Linked DNA regions of Capra hircus: region 2 is linked to region 1. A link is a contact called in public Hi-C data. All regions are on one chromosome and are shown on one strand. The core of a region is the stretch at or near the end of the contact, and the rest is flanking DNA. Distances in the headings are between cores, read along the strand shown. Region 1 holds the start of ERCC5 (DNA repair protein complementing XP-G cells). Region 2 holds the start of TPP2 (tripeptidyl-peptidase 2).

Evidence for each region. A called contact is a pair of places that touch in the nucleus more often than the background predicts.
Region 2: a Hi-C map of blood shows a contact between it and region 1, with 5 times the contacts expected there. The contact joins the enhancer-like site here to the promoter of ERCC5 in region 1. A contact is called at or near these places in 2 of 5 Hi-C or Micro-C datasets (both in blood).

What each region holds. Positions count from the first base shown.
Region 1 is chr12:7,221,981-7,227,595 of ARS1.2, reverse strand. It overlaps ERCC5 (DNA repair protein complementing XP-G cells), which reads left to right and starts at 3,963. Exons shown (of 15, transcript XM_013968375.2): 1 at 3,963-4,818. The coding sequence starts at 4,731.
Region 2 is chr12:7,426,916-7,432,844 of ARS1.2, reverse strand. It overlaps TPP2 (tripeptidyl-peptidase 2), which reads left to right and starts at 5,818. Exons shown (of 30, transcript XR_001918923.1): 1 at 5,818-5,929. Within about 2 kb of position 2,149, at least 5 of the 5 cell types and tissues checked have an H3K27ac peak or open chromatin away from gene starts, as enhancers often do.

The sequences.
Region 1 (5,615 bases), core at 2,714-5,213:
TTACAAGTTTGGCAGTTATGAGGAGCACACTGAGGTTTATAGGGACTGTTTTTCCAGAATCTGTAAGCAAGGGACTGAACATTGCTCTTTGAAGCTTAGTAACATTCCTGTTGTAATTTCTTGGTCAGTTTTTCTTAGGGGTCTCCATAGAAGTAATGAAAGTTCATATTACTGGCTCGCTACTAACTGGCTGTTACCATCTTGGGCAAGTTAAGATTGTTTTTCTTGTGTGTAATTCCTCACTGGATAAAATGGGGATAACATTTTCTTATCTTACAAACTGTTATGAAGAATAAGTAAGTTAATACATGTAAAGTGTTTTGCACAGTGCTTTCTAGATAGGAATTGCTATTTAAGTGCTTGTTATTATTATTATTTGCCTATATAATGTGTATTCTCCTGTCAGAATCTTGATAGAGAGCCCTTTGCTGCTGCTGTTGCCAAGTCACTTCAGTCATGTCTGACTCTTTGTGACCCTATGGACTGTAGCCCACCAGGCTCCTCTGTCCATGGGATTCTCCAGGCAAGAATTCTGGAGTGGGTTGCTGTGCCCGCCTCCAGGGGATCTTCCCGACCCAGGAATTGAACCCATGTCTCTTATGTCTTCTGCACTGGCAGCAGGTTCTTCACCTCTAGTGCTGCCTGCGAAGCCCTTTAAACAGCATCCAAAGGAACCAATTCCTTATTAATCGAATGAACACTCCTCAGTTGATGTTCCTGCAATTGTTCTGGTTTTACAAGCACTTACAGTACTCAAATGCTCACATTAACTACTTGTTTTTACCTAGCTCTCAGGTAGCTTCATTTAGATCAAATCCTGAAAGTGTTCTTTTTCCTGCTACAATGCCCCATCATTAGGGCAAGCTGGTGCAGCAGCTATAATACCCCCCAACTTGCCTTCTCCGGACACCAGAGGGTTTCAGGCGAGGTGCTCTGCAATTCAGTCACATTCTGTACTTCAATTTTGCTCGTGGTGTTCTCCCCCTCAGTCATTCACTCAACAAACTAATGGGGGTGTCATTACCTACTAGGTGTTTCATGTTAAGTCACTGATCTCAGAGAAACTGCAAAAAAGAAGTGCCATCTCCATTTTATTCAGATTCTCAACATTGAACAAATGTGTCCAGGATCCTAGATGTGTCTGCTGGGGCTACCAAAATGAAACGTCAGACTGGTAGCTTACACAGCATTTATTTTCTCATAGCTCCAGAGGCTAGAAGTCAAGATCCAAAATTTGGTTTCCTGAACCTTCTTGGTTTGCAGCTCCCTGTGTCCTCACTTGCTTTTTCCTCTGTGCAAAGAGCCTTAGTGTCTGGGTGTCCAAATTTCCTTTTCTAAGGACACCAGTCAGACTGATTAACTTACCCTAATGGCCTCATTTTAACTTTAAAAAGGCCCAGTTTCCAGCTGGTCACATTCTGAGACACTAGGGGTTAGCGCTTCAACATTTGAACTTTGGAGGACACAATTCAGCCCATACCTCAGGATTATTACATGGCTCTGATGGGATCTGAACTTGTGAGAAAATTCAATAGGGTGCAAGATGCCCTGCAGATTTAGATTTGAGGCTGGGAAAGTGGTCATTTAGACAATATTTATAGAATTCCTGCTAAATATAAACAGTGGGGTATACAACTGGTGGCTCAGAGGATAAAGCATCTGCCTGCAATGCAGGAGACCCGGGTTCCATCCCTGGGTTGGGACGATCCCCTGGAGAAGGAAATGGCAACCCACTCCAGTATTCTTGCCTGGAGAATCCCACGGACAGAGGAGCCTGGTGGGCTACAGTCCACGGGTTCGCAAAGAGCCGGACACGACTGAGCGACTTCACACACACACATACAACAGTCAACAAAACAGTTGTTGGTTCCAGTAACTTTACAATCTACTCTGTTGGGTGGAGGAAGACACAAATAGGTAATCATATTAATTCCGACAAAATACATTTAGGAACAAAAGTTCCGCATATAATTTTACATCTGGAGGAAATGCAAGTAAGTACTTTACCAGGATTAGCCCTGAGAGAAAATTAGTTGCAACTAGGTCGTGGGGGTAAAGAATCTATGTGACACAGGAAATGCAGATTAGATCCCTGGGTCAGGAAAATTCCAAGGCAGGAAATAGCAACCCAAACCATCGCCTGCAATGCGGGAGACCTGGGTTCAATCCCTGAGTCAGCAAGATCCCCTGGAGAAGGAAGTGGCAACCTACTCCAGTATTCTTGCCTGGAAAATCCCATGGACGGAGGAGCCTGGGAGGCTGCAGTCCATGGGGTCACAAAGAGTCCGACACAACTGATCGACTTCACTTTCCTTTCACTTTTCCAGTATTGTTGCCTGGGAAATCCCACGGACAGAGGAGCCTGGTGGGCTACAGTCCATGGGGTTACAGGGTCTGAGGTGACTGAGGAACTGGGTACACAGGTTCAGGAAACTTGGCTACTGGGAACCATCTGTTTGGGCAAAAAAATAGTTTCGCTAAAAACTTATTTTCCAATCATTTCTTTTCACTGATTTTAATCTAATTTCAATAGTCCAAATCTGAACAAATTTGTATGAAAAGGCTACCATTCATTGACCACTAGTGGTTAAGTACTTCACAAACATTACCTATGATCCTTGCTTGAAACAGTTTGTAAGACTGCTTCTATGCCCGCCTATTACAGATGAAGAAAGATGTTTTGAACAAACCTGATCTGGGCAATGCTAAACACCATAAGTGGTTCAGTGGGGGTTTGAATCTTAGCCTGAGGTCCAATCTACCACCTTTCCAGGAGCTACTCTGGCAATGAGTTTCTTGTTATTTCTGACCTACAAGCCTCTTAAATGCTGAAGAAAAATGTACTTCAAGGGCTAAGATTTTAAACCATATTACTATCTGGTTACTACAAATTTTCAGATAACTACCTACTTATTAATGAAAAAATATCAACCAAATCTTCCACCTACTTCTGTTTTGACTATGCTAAGGCCTTTGACTGTGTGGATCACAACAAACTGTGGAAAGTTCTTAAAGAGATGGGAATACCAGACCACCTGACCTGCCTCCTGAGAAATATGTATGTAGGTAAAGAAGCAACAGTTATACTTAGACATGGAACAACAGGCTGGTTCCAAATTGGGAAAGGAGTAGTCAAGGCTGTATATTGTCACCGTGCTTATTTAACTTTTGTGCAGAATACATCATGAGAAATGCCAGACTGGATGAAGCCCAAGCTGGAATCAAGATTTCCAGAAGTATCAATAACCTCAGATATGCAGATGACATAACACGTCTGGCAGAAAGCTAGAACTAAAGAGCCTCTTGATGAAAGTGAAAGAGGAGAGTGAAAAAGTTGGCTTAAAGCTCAACATTCAGAAAACGAAGATCATGGCATCTGGTCCCATCACTTCATGGGAAATAGATGGGGAAACAGTGGAAAGTGTCAGACTTTTTTAGGGGGCTCCAAAATCACTGTAGCTGGTGACTGCAGCTATGAAATTAAAAGAGGATTGCTCCTTAGAACAAAAATTATGACCAACCTAGATAGCATATTCAAAAGCAGAAATACTACTTTGCCTACAAAGGTCCATCTAGTCAAGGATACGGTTTTTCCAGTAGTCATGTATAGATGTGAGAGTTGGGCTATTAGGAAAGCTGAGCGCAGAAGAATTGATGCTTTTGAATTATGGTGTTGGAGAAGACTCTTGAGAGTCCCTTGGACTGCAAGGAGATCCAACCAGTCCATCCTAAAGGAAATTAGTCCTGAATATTCATTAGAACTGATGCTGAAACGCCAATACTTTGGCCACCTGACGCGAAGAATTGACTCACTAGAAAAGACCCTGATGCTGGGAAAGATTGAAGGCAGAAGGGGACGACAGAGGATGAGATGGTTGGATGGCATCACGAACTCAATGGACATGAGTTTGAGTAAACTCCGGGAGTTGGTGATGGACAGGGAAGCCTGGAATGCTGCTGTCCATGGGGTCGCAAAGAGTCAGACACGACTAAGCGACTGAAACGAATTCAAAGCTTCCACCTTTCAGTTATTGCTTCCCGCGATAAACAATACTTAGCATCAAGAATTTTCACAACTGGCGGTAGACTGGGAAGAAACAGACGCTAGAAAAGGACGCACAAACCCGTAACTTCTGAGAGAAAACGCTTCGCGTACGGTTTCAACGTTTAACAGAAATAAGATCCCTGCATAGAGAAGGTAAGGCGGCCAACACGCCGTAAACACAGAAGTTGAACCACCCCCTCACTTCCGGAATGATCGGTGCAGCGGATATACGTCATCGCGGGGAGCCAGGACTTCCGCCCTGCGCGACGCATTAAAAGGCATCCGGGAAGCTCCATTTCCCGTGCGTTTACGCCTGAGCTTGAGTAGACTGGAGTTTTCGGAGGAAGTTTTTCTGGCTATTAAATCTTGCCTGCGCCGGCCCCTCACCTTGGTCGTCCGTTAAGAGTGCTAACGTTTGGGCCAGAGCGCTGGAGGAGACGGGGACTTGCCCCTCAGCGTCGCCAGTTTTGTCCGGTCCCGTTTTTCTTCCGCAAGGCCGTGTCAGTTTCTGGAAACTGCCCGTTTCGCCGGGGTCGGTTTTTCCTGGACAGCTGCGGGCTCTTAATTTTCCGTCTTTCTGAGTAGAAGCTGAGAGGGCTCTTCCTGGGCCCCGGGCGGCTGTGCAGCCGGGCGGGGAAGACTTGGAGTGAGAAGCCGCCCGCGACGCCGAGGACACAGCTCCCTCATGGGAGTCCAGGGGCTCTGGAAGCTGTTGGAGTGCTCCGGGCGGCAGATCAGCCCGGAGACGCTGGAGGGGAAGATCCTTGCCGTGGGTATCCTTTACACTGGGGATGCTCGGTGGACGCCAGGGTTGTTTTTTTTTAATCGAAGGATAACTGCTTTACAGAATTGTGTTGTTTTCTGTCAGACATCAACGTGAGACGCCAGGGCTTTTTGCTGTCAGTTTTGCTGGGGCGCAGAGCGGCGTTGGAGGGGCGGCCCGGGGGAGTCTCAGGCCGGGGAGGAGTAGCTATAGGATCTTCCTCAGGACGCTTCCTTTCTAAGTGTCTCATTTTCTTCCGCTTTGCAGTCAGAGCTCCCTGGATTGGAGTCTTAGGCCCAACGCTCTGCGCCTCTCTACAGTTCTTTCATCTGGGAAGTGGAGGTGATAACAGTCTCTACACACAGAGTTGGTGGGAGGAATAAAGGGAATATTTAAATGAAAGGAGTTTAGAAATAGTGTCTGGCACTGTTAATATTGCAAATCCTGAAGATGTTATTCTGGCTGGGAGGTCAGCCTAGAGAAAATGAAGTCGACTTCCTACCAGTAGTTTTGCCAGCGGTCCTGAGTCTTGCCCGTTTATATTTGTGAGAGGAAGAAAAACGTTGTGGACATGTGTTTTACATTTTCTTTTTTTTAAGTAGCTTTTACTGTGTTTTTTTTTTTTTTTTTGTTACTGTTTTTGGAATAGGAAATTCGTATGGTACAACACCGCAAAGATTTCAAAAGGTGTACCGTGCGTTATTTTCCTCGTTTGTGTGCGTGTTTGGCTGGTTTTGTCTTTAGAATTAGATGTTGTTTCCTAATTACGGGAACAAGTGAAAGCTGTTTCTGAAGTTTTAGTGTTTT
Region 2 (5,929 bases), core at 900-3,399, 210 kb before region 1:
GGACATCCTTGCTGCCCACACAGCAGGGACCGTGCGCCTTGTGTGAAGGGAAGCCTCAGCTCGCCCCATACTTCTTAAGTGAGGACCCACCATCTCGATCTCCACAAATAATCAGTCCCAATTCACTGCATGTATTTTGTGTGTCCGTTAAGTCTACCGGCTCCAAACCTCCTCTGGAAGCCAATGGATTCGCTATCCTGCCCACTTTCTACTGATTCTGCAGAAGGAAGGGGTGGTCTCTGGTCCCAGCAACAGCTGGTCAGAGGGGTAAAGGGCAGCTCTGGTACCAGAAACAAGAGGAAAATGGAGGGAGACTTACACTGTGGCTTATGCTTGTTTACCTGCACTAAATATCTGCAGTTAAACACATCTCATCTCTCCCAGTATTTATTTCCTTCCAAAGGCACCTCTCTCTCCTATGTGAAAAACTCACACTTGTCCTATTTATATAACACTGACTCTATTTCTCAGGAACTGACAACTCTAGCCTTAGTATGCTAAGAGCACATGCCCTGGGGGACATGTTTAAACTTTCCTAGATTAACTGATTAATAAAATGTACTGTTTTGAAATTGATTCAAAATCTCCCCTCCACACCCCCCACCGACCAGCCGTAACTACAAAGGAAGGGGGCTCCATTAACTCTTTCCCATTCAAACGAGTAAACTGAAGTCCAGAGAGGTTCACTGTCTTGTTAAAATCACAAACCAATGAACTAGGACTAAAGGTCAAGTCTCCAGATTCCTAAAGCCAGCTCCCAGTTCAGTTCAGGCTCTCAGTCGTGTCCGACTCTTTGTGACCCCATAGCCTGCTGCATGCCAGGCTTCCCTGTCCTTCACCAACTCCCAGAGTTTGCTCAAACTCATGTCCATTGAGTCGGTGATGCCATCCAACCATCTCATCCTCTGTTGTCCCCTTCTCCTCCTGCCTTCAATCTTTCCCAGCATCAGGGTCTTTTCCAATGAGTCAGCTCTTCGCATCAGGTGGCCAGAGTATTGGAGTTTCAGCTTCAGCAGCTCACATCCATCTCCCAGTACCAATTTCTGCGTGGGGGAGACATGAACGGCCCTCTGACATGCCCCCCCCAAACAAGCACATGATCTTCACCTTTTCAATTTTTCTAGGATTTTTCTCCCCACTTCCCTTTGCCCTGAAAGGCAAGACTGTCCTAAACGTTTGGCTCCAGGCTCTGGGTTTATATCTACTCCAGAAATTCTTCACCCTACTGCTAGCCCTAGGAGGCATACAAGCAGGTATTTTTCATATGTCGTCCAGTTTCCCCTCAATATTCCCAGCAGGAGTCTTGATCCAAATTATCTAGTTTATTATTTCTCTTATTGAAGTTTCTCGGAGCTGGACCTGTGTTACATTGTTTAATTGAGTTCGGAGGTAGAAAGAATAGAAATAGAAATAGAGAGGATGGCAAGTATCACTTAAAGTATTTAGAATCATATAAATCTTAAGACTAAACGAATAGATATTATTTATATCTTGGCATAGTGAATGTTTGGTATGATGAGCAAATCTTTTGAACTGAGGCATCTTTGGAACGGCCTTTATATGGTTATAGAATCTCCCACATTATCAGTCCTGCCTGCCTATGCAAGAAGTCAGAACTGAATCTGCCAGCCTCCTTTACAGCTAAGCGCAGACCTGGGCCTTAAACTTTGAGGAACACATTGGTCCATCCGGCTGTGCCCTGGAGATTGTCCAGACAGTGGGCGTGTACGCGAGGCAAGGACGGCCTTTGCCTCCGGGGGGCGGCAGTGCTTAAGTCTAAAGCACCTGAATCTCCGTTTCTCTGGTGTGAGCTGTTGTAATCCGCAACCTCCGAAAAGCAGACGTCAAGCCTGGCTTCGGGGAGCAAAGATGCTATCGGGGAAATGCCTGGGCGAGGAAAAATGGTTAAGAGTCCACCAAAGGTTTGGGAGAGCCGTGAGGGCGCGATGCGAGCCCGCCCCCGAGTAAAGACGAGAAAAGCCAGCGCTGGGTGCCCGGCAGCCTAGCGAAGGCTTGGCAAAGCCGCCGGGGGGAGTCCTCCAGCCCCAGTCGACTGTCAAGGAAGTTGCTCATCTCACAGGGCCCGAGCGTCCCTCCCGTTCCTTCTCCCCGGGATCATCGCCCGGGGGCGGGGCCGGGGGCCGCCCACGGGAGGAGGGGCCTCGCTGGCAAATGGCGCTGAATTGCCAAGCCCGGCATCTGGACACGTGGGATGCTTTCCCAATCTCGGCGCGGCCTGGGATGCTTGATCAAAGGATATTCTGTAAATAATACGGTGCCACAATAGTTACAAAGCAGGTGAGTCAGGGGAAGAGATTGCTGTTGCCCGCTCCTCTGCCTTGGCACGCTGGCCCCCCTCCCCGCAGGTGATGCGGAAGGGAGGTGGGCCTGGAGACACCTGGCACAGCGCTTCCGGCTCCGACAGTGCTGCGTGGGAAGGTGCGGGCGTCCCGCCTGGCACTTCACTCCGGATACCAGGCCTTGCCCTCCTGACCCTGCCGTGTTCCGTCCTCCCCTTCCTCCTCGTCCCCATTCCTAAGCCCTCGTTGTGTTTATCTGTATCTTCATTGTTTCCTCGGAGAGCCAATGATGGATGAACCGTTGAGCTGTTTGTCCGGTTTAGCAAACGGACTGAGCATTGAAAGAGTTGCCTTAGCTGGGAATGTCATTAAATCCAGAGAGCAGCCGGTGTAAAAACAGAGTGAAGAATACTGGGGCTCCAAGACAAACCATAAATGACTTCGTCCTGAGCTCAAGTGATTTCAGAGGTTTTAAAAAGCAGTGGTCTTCAAACTGTGGTACAAAGTCCTGGATAACTTCAGTCCAATCAGTTTCCAAAGGCTTAAATGTCCTATCTCCTGTTTTCCAAATTGACCTGCTTGAAGAAGTGCCTGTGATGGAAGGACATACCGCCTTCCCACCTGTTTCACAGCTGGGTCTCCTGCTTTAAAGATAAAAAGGCACCTTACTATGGCACATCTCCTGCAGGTGAAACAGCTTCTTGGACATCAAATCAACGGACGATTTGAAAAACCGTCAGCAAAATCTTTAATCACAGCCCCAAAGCATGCATCTCATGCATCTTTTTAAGACCTGCATTTTCAATAAGAATTTTCTTTTTGTTCTGTAATTTTTATCTTAATCAAATAGTAAAGCTTAGGATGTGTATTGTTTTGATCAACCTGCCAATAATTGAGAGATAATCTAAAAGAAAAATATTAACATTTTGATCCCAGGAAAATTTTTAAAATATTAACATACATATTTTTGTTGCAGATAATAAATGATCAATAGGACTTTCCATTATAAATATAAATTACATTAGGATAAAATTCTGTGTAGAATGATAAAATTTCAAGAAGAAAGCAATGTCAAATGTCTGATTGAATTTAAATGGAATATCTTCACGTATATAAACGCACAATGCTGTGTCAAACAACAAGAGTGTCAAAGAGTAAATTCAACTAGCTACATTTAAATGAATGACATAGAAGTTTAAAGAAAGTCAATATTTATAAAATGTCAGATATTACATTCCTCATTCCTTGAGAGTATGATGACAAATTCTGTTATATTAAAACTATATAAGGTACATAATCTTTCTAAAATATTTTTATGGGATATGTAAGCAGAATAAATTTTTTAAACACTGTTACAGGAGTCTAATAAAAAGCCTGCCACTTTGGTTTCGTAGTGAACAGTTCATTCCCCATCCATTCATTGGGTGACACTCCAGCAGAGCTCGACTGGTGTGGTAATCAGAGACAGACAGAATAGAGATCCAGCTTTTTCATCAATTCATTTTGTAACCTGTGGCAGTCAGTAAACCTGTCTATCTTTGCTCTTCATCTGTAAAATGAAACGACTGGACAACAGTTGAACAGTTGAACAGTTGAACCTGGAAGCTATCCCATCCACTCTGTCACCATATGTTTTTCTTGAATGTCTTCTGAGTTTGTCCTTCTCTTTTCTTTCTCAATCACTGTAAGTCCTTTTTGAGGTAACATAAACACAGTTGGGAGTAGGAAGGAAAACTGTTAACTATCCTGTTTCCTCTTCACTAAAGAGAACGTGCTTCTCTAAGACTTACGGAGTAGAATGAACGGGCAAGTAATCAATTCAAAGAAACTGCACAGCCTTTACGGTAATTTTTGAGACTTCATGGAGAATCCCCTAATCCTGTGAAGTGGAGACTGGTGTACATAGGATTTCCCTTGACACCATGCATTCATAACCTGGAGTCCATGATAGAATCTGAGGGGTTCAAACACTTGAGTAGAAAAAGATAAATACAGCTTAACTTCCACTAAACTTTTAGTTAAGTATTTCCTTCAATTATAGATGTAGGTAATAACCGGAGTGGTATTAGCATTACCGTTTGTTCCTGTGTCAGCCATAAAAATCAGCTTCTTGTCATAGTACAGGTCTCAAAATATCATTTATGCTCTTTACTATTGTGCAATTACGGGCACTTATTAGATTTGGCACTAGCTCCTGTTTACGAAAAGAAGCATATGTGTAACTACATACACACATGTACAAAACTATTTCTGTATAACAAAGTTTTCATATTTTGATAGCTATTTCAACATAATTTCTTCTGTAATTCTCTATATTTTATGAGTTGAAAATTGTTCTGAGAAGCTGACCTTAAGGCTGACCAGACTGCCAAAAGCATCCATCCTTGGCACATCCTCACAAAGACTGAGATTACCCTGGCATGAATACAGACAGAAAAATCATTAACGGGCCACTGGGGCAGCATGGAGCAATTGATAGCAGCCACTCTTAATCTGGAAAATTGCCAATTACGGCTCTATCAGGGTTTCCCTGGTGGCTCAGATGGTAAAGAAATCGCCTTCAATGCAGGAGACCCAGATTCGATGCCTGGGTCGGGGAAGATCCCCCCTGGAGAAGGGAATGGCAACCAACTCCAGTATTCTTGCCTGGAGAATTCCATGCACAGAGAAGCCCAGCAGGCTAGATCCAGTCCAAGGTTCGCAAAGAATGGACAAGACTGACTTTCACTTTCAGCTGAGTGACGAACCCTGAGGATCAACCAGGAACACCAACTTAGAGAGTCGGGGCCGGCGGGGCGTTGGGGGGGTAAGAAAAAGGAAAAAAAAAAATGTTTTTCAGAAATCCCGGAAGCCCAGGGTAAGACAGGAGGATAGGAGGGGCCCACTTCGGGAAGCTACTTTGTTACTGGCTACCGAGGGCGATGGAATGGCCAGCAACCCGCTTCCTGTTGACTGCAGACTGCAGCCCTGGCCCGTGCCCACCACCACCATCACCATCCTTCAAAGGGACACACCTTCGAGACAGGGGAACACCAGCCCGACACCACTGAATCAAAGAGCTCCCAACCAGAAAAATCACTCCCACTCTCCCAAATCAAAAAATTGATCTCCTGGCTTTTCGCCAATATCCGACACACCTAAGGGGTTTAAGCGAGCTCGCGTGGGCTCCCTTTGCTCGGGGTCCACCCGGGGGGTTCCGCCGCAGCTGACCGCAAAGTTTCATTCATCCACACCTGCATGTTCAGAAACCATCGACTGTCAGAAGGGGGCTTCCCGCTTCTCCAGAGGGCAAGCCCCCACTTAGCCTCCACTTCCTTCTCTGTCCCCGCGGTGGGGCGGGGATACGCGGACGCTCTGCTTAGAAGCCGACCCGCCCCCTAAAAAAAATATCTCCGCCCCGTGCGTCTCTCTGGTTTAAGGCCCCCCGCCCCGAGGGCTCCAGCCCCCCGAACCCCTCTGGCCACGCCCCAGGCTCCGCCCCCTTTTCTGCGGCCCCGGGTACCTCTCGGGCTCGGCTTCCGGAGAGCGGCGCCGTCGGCTCTGACGTAGCGGCGCGGGATTGGCCGGCCCTCCCTGACGGCTCGGCTATTGGCCGGAGGCTGGCCCCGCCCACCCCGTCCGCACCTCCC